Regions from separate parts of the Mus musculus genome. Here region 1 is linked to region 2. Evidence: chromatin contacts called from public promoter capture Hi-C data. All regions are on one chromosome and are shown on one strand. Each heading gives the region's core, a stretch centred on a gene start, on an enhancer-like site or on the middle of the called end of the contact. The rest is flanking DNA. Distances are from core to core; before and after follow the strand shown. Region 1 holds the start of Art1 (ADP-ribosyltransferase 1). Region 2 holds the start of Arhgef17 (Rho guanine nucleotide exchange factor (GEF) 17).

What was found. Promoter capture Hi-C pulls out the DNA fragments that hold promoters and counts their contacts.
Region 1: a promoter capture Hi-C map of embryonic stem cells shows a contact between it and region 2. The contact joins the promoter of Art1 here to the promoter of Arhgef17 in region 2. A contact is called at or near these places in 3 of 39 promoter capture datasets (embryonic stem cells, liver and pre-B cells).

Annotation. Positions count from the first base shown.
Region 1 is chr7:102,100,311-102,105,459 of GRCm38.p6, reverse strand. Art1 (ADP-ribosyltransferase 1) reads right to left here and starts at 3,717. Exons shown (of 5, transcript NM_009710.4): 1 at 3,669-3,717.
Region 2 is chr7:100,930,141-100,935,143 of GRCm38.p6, reverse strand. Arhgef17 (Rho guanine nucleotide exchange factor (GEF) 17) reads left to right here and starts at 2,983. Exons shown (of 21, transcript NM_001081116.1): 1 at 2,983-5,003. The coding sequence starts at 3,405.

The sequences.
Region 1 (5,149 bases), core at 2,468-4,967, 1.2 Mb before region 2:
GTTACAATACCTCATGGTGTGTTGCATGTTAAACCGTTGAATGGGCACATGGATTTTTTTCATAATGTTTTGAGGCAGGATCTGACTCTGCAGTTCAGGGCAAACTGAACCTCACTTTGTGTCCCAGGCCGGCTCCTTTGAGTAACTCCAGTTCCAGTGACCTAGCAGCTTCCTCCTCCTGCATGCTGGGATTACAGGTGTGCACCACCCCACAGCGGGGAGGTGCTTTTTATATTAATACTCCCTGTCAAACTGTGGTTCAAAACGTAGCCAGTGTGCCCTCTCACCACTAGTGAAAGAAAATGTTCCTTGTCCCACCCTTGTCAATGCTAGTTACTGTTTTCCTAGATCATTTTTCTCTGTCTTGCTTGTTTGTTTTGTTTTGATTTTTGAGGCAGGGTCTTATGCCACCTCGGCTGGCTTCAAACTTCCTGAGTGGCTGAGATGACCCTGAAATTCTGATTCTCCTGCTTCTACGTCCTGAGTGCGGAGATCACAGGTGTGCCCCACGTCTAGTCTTCTGGTCTCTTTCTAACTTTCATGTGAGTGGTCTGGAAGTGTAAGCTACTGTGCCATCACCACTCTGAAAGCTTTCTTTTGCACTTTATTGCCATCTCTGCTGTGCTGCTGCCAGGACCTGGCACAGAGACTCAGGAGACTGAAATGGATGTGATTCAGAGAAAGGGTGGACATGGCAGTGCCTACCTGTGGTGTAAGGCAGGAGGCAGGAGGCAGGAAGATGGTGGGCCAAAGGCCATCCTGGGATATCATGAGACCCTATCTCAAAAACTAAAATAAGCAATTTGCATCATTGATGTTGAAGTCAGGCAGAGGTGAGATTCCCCAGGGAGGATGGACCAGAAGATGGCTTCTCACATCAGAGAAGCCGGAAGGGGAGCCCAAGCTTACAGAACAGACTCCTGGGGGCTCCTGGGGTTCTTTGCTTGTGGCCCTTAGGCTCAGTGAGAAACCCTGGAATCATTTCATATTAGCTTTTAGGCTTATCCCAGCTTAGCCTAGCTCTGGTGAGCTTGCCAGCAGAAGACACTCATGTGGGACCTTAGTCTCTCATGATGGTCATGTGGGTATCCATCTATTCAGTCATTCATCACTCATGACTGCAGTTGCCAGCTCGTGTCAGGTCCAAGCTGCTTCCTAGAGTCTCCTTCCGGGCTTTGTCCAGGCTCACATCCATGCCCTGTTTATTTCTGTCTGCCTCTTCCTTAGACAATCTGCCTGCCCCCTCTCAGCCCTGCTAGCGCATTTACCACAGAGCGGGAAGAGCAATGTCTCTAAAGCACAGCCCTGGTTACCGTCCTTACCTGCTTAAAACCTTCTGTGTGGGGATGGAGAGGGAGCATAGCAGTTAAAGGAATAGACTGCTCTTGCAGAAGGCATGAGTTCAGTTTCCAGCACCCACATCAGGTGGCTCATGGCTGCCTGGAACTTTGACTGTAGGAAGTCAGATGATTCTAGCCTTGGTGAATCCTGTCCTCAGGTGCACATACCCACATACAGACACACAAATATATACATAATTAAAAAGAGAATCTTTAAAAAAAATTCTCTGCCAAAACTGATGGAAAAGTAGCTCAAAATACTGAGAAAAATGCAGAAATGAGAATTATGAGAGGAAAAAAAAGATAGTATATCTTAAAAGGCATGGGTGCTGGTGTTAGAGAGATAGCTCGGCAGTTCAAGACACTTGCTGTTCTTGCAGAGGTCCCAGGTTTAGATCCCAGCAGCACAGGCTCTCAAAGACCTTTATCTCCTGTTCCATGTGATCTAATGTCCTGCACACATGCACTGTATGTAAACTCATTCTCTCTCTCTCTCTCTCTCTCTCTCTCTCTCTCTCTCTCACACACACACACACACACACACACACACACACACACGCTTCACACTCACATAATTTTTAAATCTATAAATAAATAAATAAATAAATAAATGCCTCTATGGTGGCTCATACCTTTAATGCCAGCACTCAAGGCCAGCCTGGTCTACAGAAAGAATTCTAGGACAGCCAGAGGTACAAAGAGAAACTCTGTTTCAAAAAGCAAAAGCAAAACAAAACAAAACACCCAAAACCAAAAAGCAGAGAGGGCTTGCCTATGCTGCACAAGTCCCTGTGTTTTGATTCCTAACACCTCCTAGACGTCAAGTGTGCTAGCATGTGCCTGAAGTCTCAGTATTCACGGAGGGAAGGAGGATCAGGAATCCAAGGCTACACAGTGAGTTCCAGGCCAGACCGGGATACACAAGACCCTGTCTCCAAACAAAGCAGCAGACTGAAGTAAAACATCTCTCTGCACCCGGTGGCCGCCTCACCTCAGCCTGCTCCTCGCCTCAGCCTGCTCCTCGCCTCAGCCTGCTCAATGATCCTGCCCCCTGGGACCTTTCCCGTCCCTGCTTGGCGCCTACAGTACAGAACAAAGTTCCAGAGAGGCTCTGCCATTTCCCTGCCCTGAGCTGTCCTGACCTCCTCCTCTTCCAGGCCTAGCTCAGGGCCCACCTCTTTCAGAAAGCCCCAGAATCCTTTGGGGGCTCTACATCACTTTGTGCTGACTTCTCCTGAGCGCCCCAAGCCCCACCCCTGACCTGTGTAGGAACCGGCAGTAATCCCTGATCTCAGGCCAGGACTAGGCAAAGTCACCCGAGTACTTGCTGATGAAGGAAGTAAAATCTACAAACACCCAGCTTCAGGTAGACCTGCAGATGCTCATGGGTAACTGGGCTGGGATGGAGAGACTGGCGTCCATGTGTTCCCTTTTGAGTCAGGTTCTGTCACTCTGAAGGCAGATATGTCAATCACCTCTTTGGGCAGGGTGATTTTTCTGCCCTCCACTGCCAGAGGTTTTATAGCAGCCTGAGCATTGGGAGCAGTGAAGCTCAGGTCTCACAGCTTCAGCTGCTGAGCCCTCCATGTCCTTCAGGCAAGATGATGACCCCAGTCAGTAATCCCGGAAAATCCGTGGAAGCCCACCTCTTCTCTTGTCCAGACAGCGCACCCTATCTGTCAGCGCTGGCTCCCGTCCATTAGAGAACGGAAGCCTCGCTAAAGCCTGCCTGTGTCCACCACATACCCTCATTTCTACAGTCACTTCTGGCCTCCTTTTGCTCAGTCTGTGATGGAAGACTCCCCTCCCCCCAGTCTCTGGTAAACAGGCTAAGAGGCGGTGTGAGCATTGCCAATCAGACAGCACCTCAGAGTAAATAGATTGCTTTCCTTGGTGACCAGTGTCACGGGGGAAATGCAGCAGAGATTGGTCTGGGACACTGGGAATTCTCCCTATTTCATTTCATTTCATTTTATTTTTTTTTATCTTATTTTATTGAGACAGGGTCTTGTTAGGTATCCCAGGCTGGCCTCTAACTTAGTCTCTGGCACAGGAGAGCTGAATCCAGCTTAAAAATCCCTTTCCACAGGCAAGGGAGCTGCATCCCCTATCCTCTGACCCTCGGTTTTCCTTTTTCTGGCCCTCACTCAACAGTTCCTTCAGGGAATATGACCCCAAGGCTCTCCTCAAAAACCCCAAACTTCCCCACATCCACAAACCTTCCTGGGATCCAAGGATCCCTAAAACTATTAATACCATAGATTTTAAATCAAAAAAGTTCCCTCCCTGCTCCCTATGCGAGGAGGTGAGGTAGCCTTCTGGCCTTACCTAGCCTTCTCCATGGCGGGCAAAGCTGACCTGGTCTCCTGGGATAGACAGGGCAGGGAGGGCAGCTTTCTCTTTTATACTGTCTATTCCCTACCCCTCCTGCTGTCGCCACACAGCTGCTCAGAAATGTGACACTCGTCTATTTCAAGCTGTCTCCTTGTCAAGGCTCAGGAACACTAGCCTCACCCCAGTGTGACCTGGGCCAAAGCTCTTCCCAAAACAATAAGAGCTGCCGAATACAGAGGTGTGGAGGGCAGTGTTGGGGGTGTTGAGGAGATGGGGCTGCAGCCCTCTCACCAGGCTTGGTTCTGGACTCTGATCACCCCAACTCCACACATCTCTCCTTCCATTTTGTTCTGTGGTGGTGGTGGTGGTGGTTAATTGTTGTTGTTGTCTTAATACTTTCTTTCACAAAGTCCAGGCTGACCTTGATCTTGAAGCAATCCTGTTGCCCCAGCTTCCCTGCCGATTGCTAGGGTTATAGGCATGTACCACCACAATGCATGTTCTTTTTTTTTTTTTTTTTTTTTTTTTTTCAAATTTTTATTAGGTATTTTCTTCATTTACATTTCAAATGCTATCCCGAAAGCCCCCTATATCCCACCACCACCCTGCTCCCCTACCCACCCACTCCCACTTCTTGGCCCCGAAGTTCCCCTGTACTGGGGCATATAAAGTTTACAATGCATGTTGTTTAGGGCAAGCTTTGTTCTGCCCTAAAGAACCTAGCTTCCTGCTGGATCTCTGACTCACCGTGTGACCTGAGAGGATGCTGCCCCTCTCAGGATCCCTGACCCACACGTGACCAGATTTGACTCCACTTCTTGGAGTTCCGGGTGCTAGGATATAAGAAAATCCCCAAGCCATAGGCTGCCCCCACACAGCATCTGCTGTCCCAGAAACTGCAAGTACCTGAATTCCTCCCAGAAAGGGAGGATGGGGTCAGGAGGGAAGGAAGGGATCACTGCTGGACATAGTTTGTTTTTCTCTTTAGCCTTCAGGAAGGATTGGAGGAGAAAAGAGGCTTTTGGGTGAAGGAAACTTTATTTGGCTGACAATATGAGGTGGTAAAGGGTGGTGATGGGTAAATTCATGAGCTGGACTGGAGAGGCCTTATCCTATGCTAATGGTGGCCCCAACAGGAGGCATCTCTAACCCTTGGTGTTAAGAACGTCCCTCCTTCACCTTCCCGCAAGCTGGGTCCTTCTCCCATTACACCCAACTGGGCATCTGAACTCAGAACTAGGTTATTTATAGTCAAGCACAAGGGAGGTGCGAGAGAAAGCTGTGTTTACAAACATGGGTTCAGCTGAGCCGGAGAAGTCTGGAAAGGGAATGTCTGAGGGGGTGGAAGGGGTGTGGCTGTTCCTGGACGGCTAAGCACTGAATGTCATAAATTCCCTTCTACCCCGGCCCTTCGGACCAGGGTAGGAGACAAAGAAGGTTAAGAGTAGGGAAGGAAGTGGGGGTGGGGTGGAGGG
Region 2 (5,003 bases), core at 1,734-4,233:
AGGAGTTAATAGATCTGTCACCATGCTCTCTCATTCTTCATAGAGGAGGAGCCTGAGGCTCACAGATAACTACATGGCAGCTTACAACTTTCTGTAACTCCAGCTCCAAGGGATCTGGGACACATACATGCAGGCAAAAGAGACAGATACATGCAGGCCAAAATACCCACGCACATAAAACAAAATAAAAATAAAAGTGGCTGCCGTGGGATGCCACTCAGCCTAGCCAAGATCCTTAAACATCCTGCCTCCTCACAAGTAAGGCCAGAGGCCAGGCCGGCTTACTTCAGCCAAGCATAGGTGACCAGGCTCTTGGGGTCTACGACTTTAGCCTCCATATTCTCCATTTGTTCACCCGTGGTTAGGGCTAAATACCAGTTTCAGAAGTGACATGAAGGTGAAATTTAAAAGTATCCGGTGTTGATGTTGCACATCTTTAATCCCAGCACTTGGGAGGCAGAGGCAGACAGATGGATCTTTGCGAGTTTGAGGCCAGCCTGGTTTATAAAATGACTTCCAGGACAGCCAGGGCTGTTACACAGAGAAACCCTGTCTCGAAAAATAAACAAAGCAAAGAAGAAATGAACAGTGTGAAGAAACTGGGAAAGCACACATTTCAATGCTGAGCAGTAGAGTGACGACTAAGCATGCCCAAAGCCCTGGGTGTGATCTCAGCAGGACACATCGAGCTGTGGGAACCATCACTACGGAGGGAGACAGTGAACACCTAAACTTGCTTAGGGGAAAGCTGACCCATTCCTCACTTTTCAAACAAGGCAGCTGAGGCTCAAAGAAGCATAGAGGTTTGTTTACTCTGCATCCCAGCAAGGCAGAGTAGAGAGGTGCAAACCCATCGGGTTCTCTTCTTTGCATACTAATTTGCCAGTGGAGAGGGCAAGATATACCTCATAGACCCTTTGAGACAGAGCTGAGACACAATGGTGTGAAGGTCTTGCAGGAGGCTTCTTATCTCCATACCTGGAGGCTTCCTACAAACTAACGGATGATCCAGAACTAAGAGAGCTACCTTCTTACCCTGGGGGCTGATCGAGCAGCAATCCAGCCTGGGGTCCTCCAAGAGCAGTGGTTGTCAACCTGTGTGCCTCACCCCTTTAGAGCCTAATGACCCTTTCAAAGGGGTTTCCAGAGATCATTGAAAAACACAGATATATGTATTATGGGTTCACAATAGCAAAATTACAGTTATGAAATAGCAACAAAGATAAATTTATGATGGGGGTCACTACAACATGAAAAATTGTGTTAAAGGGTTGCAGCATCAAGAAAGTTGAGAGCCACTGTGCTAGAGGCTGCCTTCCCTTATTCTGCACTTAGCATTCTGCCCTCAAGACTGCCTTGATCTCCACTGAGCTGAGTATCTTTGGCTGGGACCCATATGGCCCTGGGGTTGGTTGGGTAAGCATTTACCACTGACCTTAAATGCTTACTAAGTGAACATTGGAGGAATGGGGCCTACACATAACAGAGCTGGGTGAGTTTGAAGCAGTCTAGACTGTCCTCTGTCCCCAAAGAGGCTAGGTTCTGCCCACCACCCACAAAGAGAAAGGCTGCTGGAACTTAAAGGAATCAGACCCTCCTTCTTCATCAAAATCTCTAAAAAAAACCGTGATGATTGACAACTTTAAAGTCTGGATTTGAGCCACACCTAGAGCTATCCTTTCCCTCTGACTTCTGCAATGGCTATTGTGACTTCTCTAATAACATCTATCCCCAAGGGTGGCCTAAGGATTAAATAAAATACTTAAAATGTTACCCGTACGTCCTAGGCAGTCCATATATTTTCATTCATTTAGGTGTGGAGTCCTACATTTAAAGCCTCTGGGCAAAAAGGGACCTAACAGAGGTGCGAAGTTGACATCCCAGTAACCAGAACAATTTTAGACTTGCTAGACTGCAGCAGGAGCGGGAGGGGAGGTCTAGGGTAGATCATTGTTGCAGCGGGAGAGACACCTTCCTGGTCTGGAGGGTGGAGCACCCACAGGTAGGAGTATAGGTTTGGCGGAGGGAAGTTGAGGGCGTTCCCGTGCAAACACCTTTTGTGCAGGAGGCCAAAGAAAGGGCAGAGTGCTTGCCAAAGGGGGCAGGAAACGCCTGTAAGCAAGTGAAACCTTCCTAACCCTTCTATGGTTGGTTGTGGGAAGATGAAGTTTTATCTCTACGGAGTTTGGAGAAAGCGGAGAATCTTGCCCGCAGAGGGCGCAAGAGCAACGTACCCCGACCGCAGAAAGACGTGGGGAGCGGAGTCTTAGAGATTAGAGGACGCCAGGCCTTAGAGGGCAGGGGGCGTGGCAACTGGAAAAATGGCGGGGGAAGTTGTGTGTAATAGTCCTGAGTGGTGGGACTGCTAAAGCAGCATTGGGTGGGTTAAGGGACAGTCAGCGAGGGACAAACCAGAGGGAGGTGGGAGATAGGTGGAGCGTTTGGGAGAGTGAGGGGCGGGACATGGGCGTGGTGCGGCGGGATTCGCCACTGAAGGATGAGTACGGGGCGTGGTCTGAGCAAGGTGGGGAACCACAAGCGCTCCGGTGGGCCTGCCCCACCTACGTCTCCCTGGGCCCCACCTCTTTTCCGGCCAGGAGAGTTTCTGCGTGTACCTGAGTTTCGGTGTGTACCTGAGTTTTTGGGTCTTGGGTTGCCATGTTGGAGCCCCTGCGGCAGAGGTTCCCGCGTGAAAGCGGGGACTACTTTATGCAGAGCTGTCCACTCTCAGCTCCTGTGGGTATCTGAAGGAGTCCCCAGGGAGGATCAGCCCGCGGCTTTCGCAGCCGACTCCCCTAGAGGGTCGTTTTGGTCTACAAAAGTCCTAGCATCCTGTTTCTCCTTCGGCTCCTCCCCGATTCCCTCCCCCCACAGTGTTCCCAGCCTCGCGCGCTCCCGGAGCCCACCCCCTCTTTTGGGCGCCAGGCCCCGCCCCCCGCCCCCTTTCCTCTGCCTCAAAGTTTATTTGCAACAAAAGGGAGCAGAGAGCTAGCTGCTTAGAGGGAGGGAAAGGGAGCTGGAGCGGGAGCTCGAGGGGAGGCAGGCGGGCCGCCGGGCTTGGCAGGCGGACTTTGAGTGCAGGAACCGAGCCTTAGGCCCCTCACCGGCAGGACCGCGATGTCCCTGGCCTCTCCCGCAGAGGCTAAGGCTGGGCCTGGGGTCGCCGCAGGGGCGAGAGGGGCCGCCCAGGATGGAACTCCTGCCTTTTGTAGCCGCGGAAACTTGATCTTCGACTGATAAACCTCTGCTCACGTCTCCGCACCCTCCTCCACAGCCGCCGCACGCTGCGGGTGCAGGACCCAGGCTCTCGGACCGTGGCCACTGCGCGCCCTCGGAGTGGGAGTGCAGGGGGGGTTGGCCGCGGCGTCCCGAGGCCAGCCCCCCCGGAGTGACTAGCACCAACCATGGCGGACGGGTCACCTCGACCCCCACTTTATCGCAGCGTCTCGTTTAAACTGCTGGAGCGCTGGAGCGGCGGACCGGGGCCGAGGGAGGAGGACGCGGACACCCCTGGGTTGCGGCGCCGAGCTTCGTGCCGGCCAGCCGCGGCAGTCCCGGGCCAGCCCTCCCGGCGCGTGTCCAAGCTGGCGTCGGGGCCCCCGGCCGCCCCCGCGCAGCCGCGCCCGCTCCGCAGCCTCTCGCCATCGGTGCGCCAGCTCTCCCGGCGCTTCGACGCGGCGGGTCTGGACGACGACTCCACTGGTACCCGGGACGGGGGCTGCTCCTCCGGCACCACAGAAGAAGCTGCGGAAGGCTCTGAACGTGGGGCCTGGCCCAGCGTCACAGAGATGCGCAAACTCTTCGGCGGTCCGAGCTCCAGACGACCCAGTATGGACTCTGAGGCCCTGGGGTCGACCAGCCCCGACAGAGTTTCGTGGGAGCCCCCAACTCGCGATCCCCGGCAACCTCCGACGCCACCTCCTCGAACGTGCTTTCCTCTGGCTGGCCTGCGTTCTGCGCGGCCGCTGTCCGGGCCCGGGATCGAGGGGAGGCGACGTCGGCAGCACCAGCAACAGGAGCGGGCGCAGCGTCCGGCGGATGGTTTACATTCTTGGCATAGCTTCTCCCAACCGCAGGCCGGGGCCCGGGCCTCCTCCTCCTCCTCCATTGCCTCCTCCTATCCTGTCAGCCGCAGCCGGGCTGCTAGTTCCAGCGAGGAGGAAGAGGAGGGACCGCAGTCGCAGCTTGGGCCTCAGAGTCCGGCCTACCTCGGCGGCCACTCTTCGGGCAGTGACGAGGACCCAAATGGTGAGGATGGCCGTCGCTGGAGAGGGAGAGGTCTCCGGCCTGGACGCTCTCAGTTGGTTCACGGCTGCAGCCAGGACAGTGACGAGCTAAATCCGGGAGGCTTGGGATCAGCGGGGGGTGTCGGGAGCCCCGAACCTCCGACGTCTCCAAGAACCTCAATGGATGAGTGGGGTACTGGTACACAGCCATGCCTCCCAGGTCCCCAAGAGAGCTTAAGGCCTATGTCCGACACTGGGGGTGCACCTTTCCGTGTGGCTAAGGTGAGCTTTCCTGCGTACCTGGCCAGCCCAGCTGGCTCCCGAGGAAGTAGTCGCTATTCCAGCACAGAGACCCTCAAAGATGACGACCTATGGTCAAGCCGTAGTTCTGTGGGCTGGGGTGTATATCGATCCCCAAGTTTTGGAACTGGAGATGGGCTTCTTCTGCGGCCCCAGACGAGGTCCCGCAGTAAGGGACCTGTAGGCACTGCCAGGCCGCTGAGGGATGGAGGACTGGACCTAGATAAGAACCGACAACGAAAGTCCCTATCGAATCCAGATATCGCCTCTGAAACCCTGACGCTGCTCAGTTTCCTTCGTTCAGACCTTTCAGAACTGAGGGTCCGAAAGCCCAGTGGGGGCCCTGGGAACAGGCCCCTAGATGGCAGAGACTCACCATCAGCAGGTAGCCCAATGGAACAATCGGAGTCCACACTGTCTCAAAGTCCAACGTCACCCACCACCCGGCCCACCCTCAAGGACCTGACAGCTACCCTA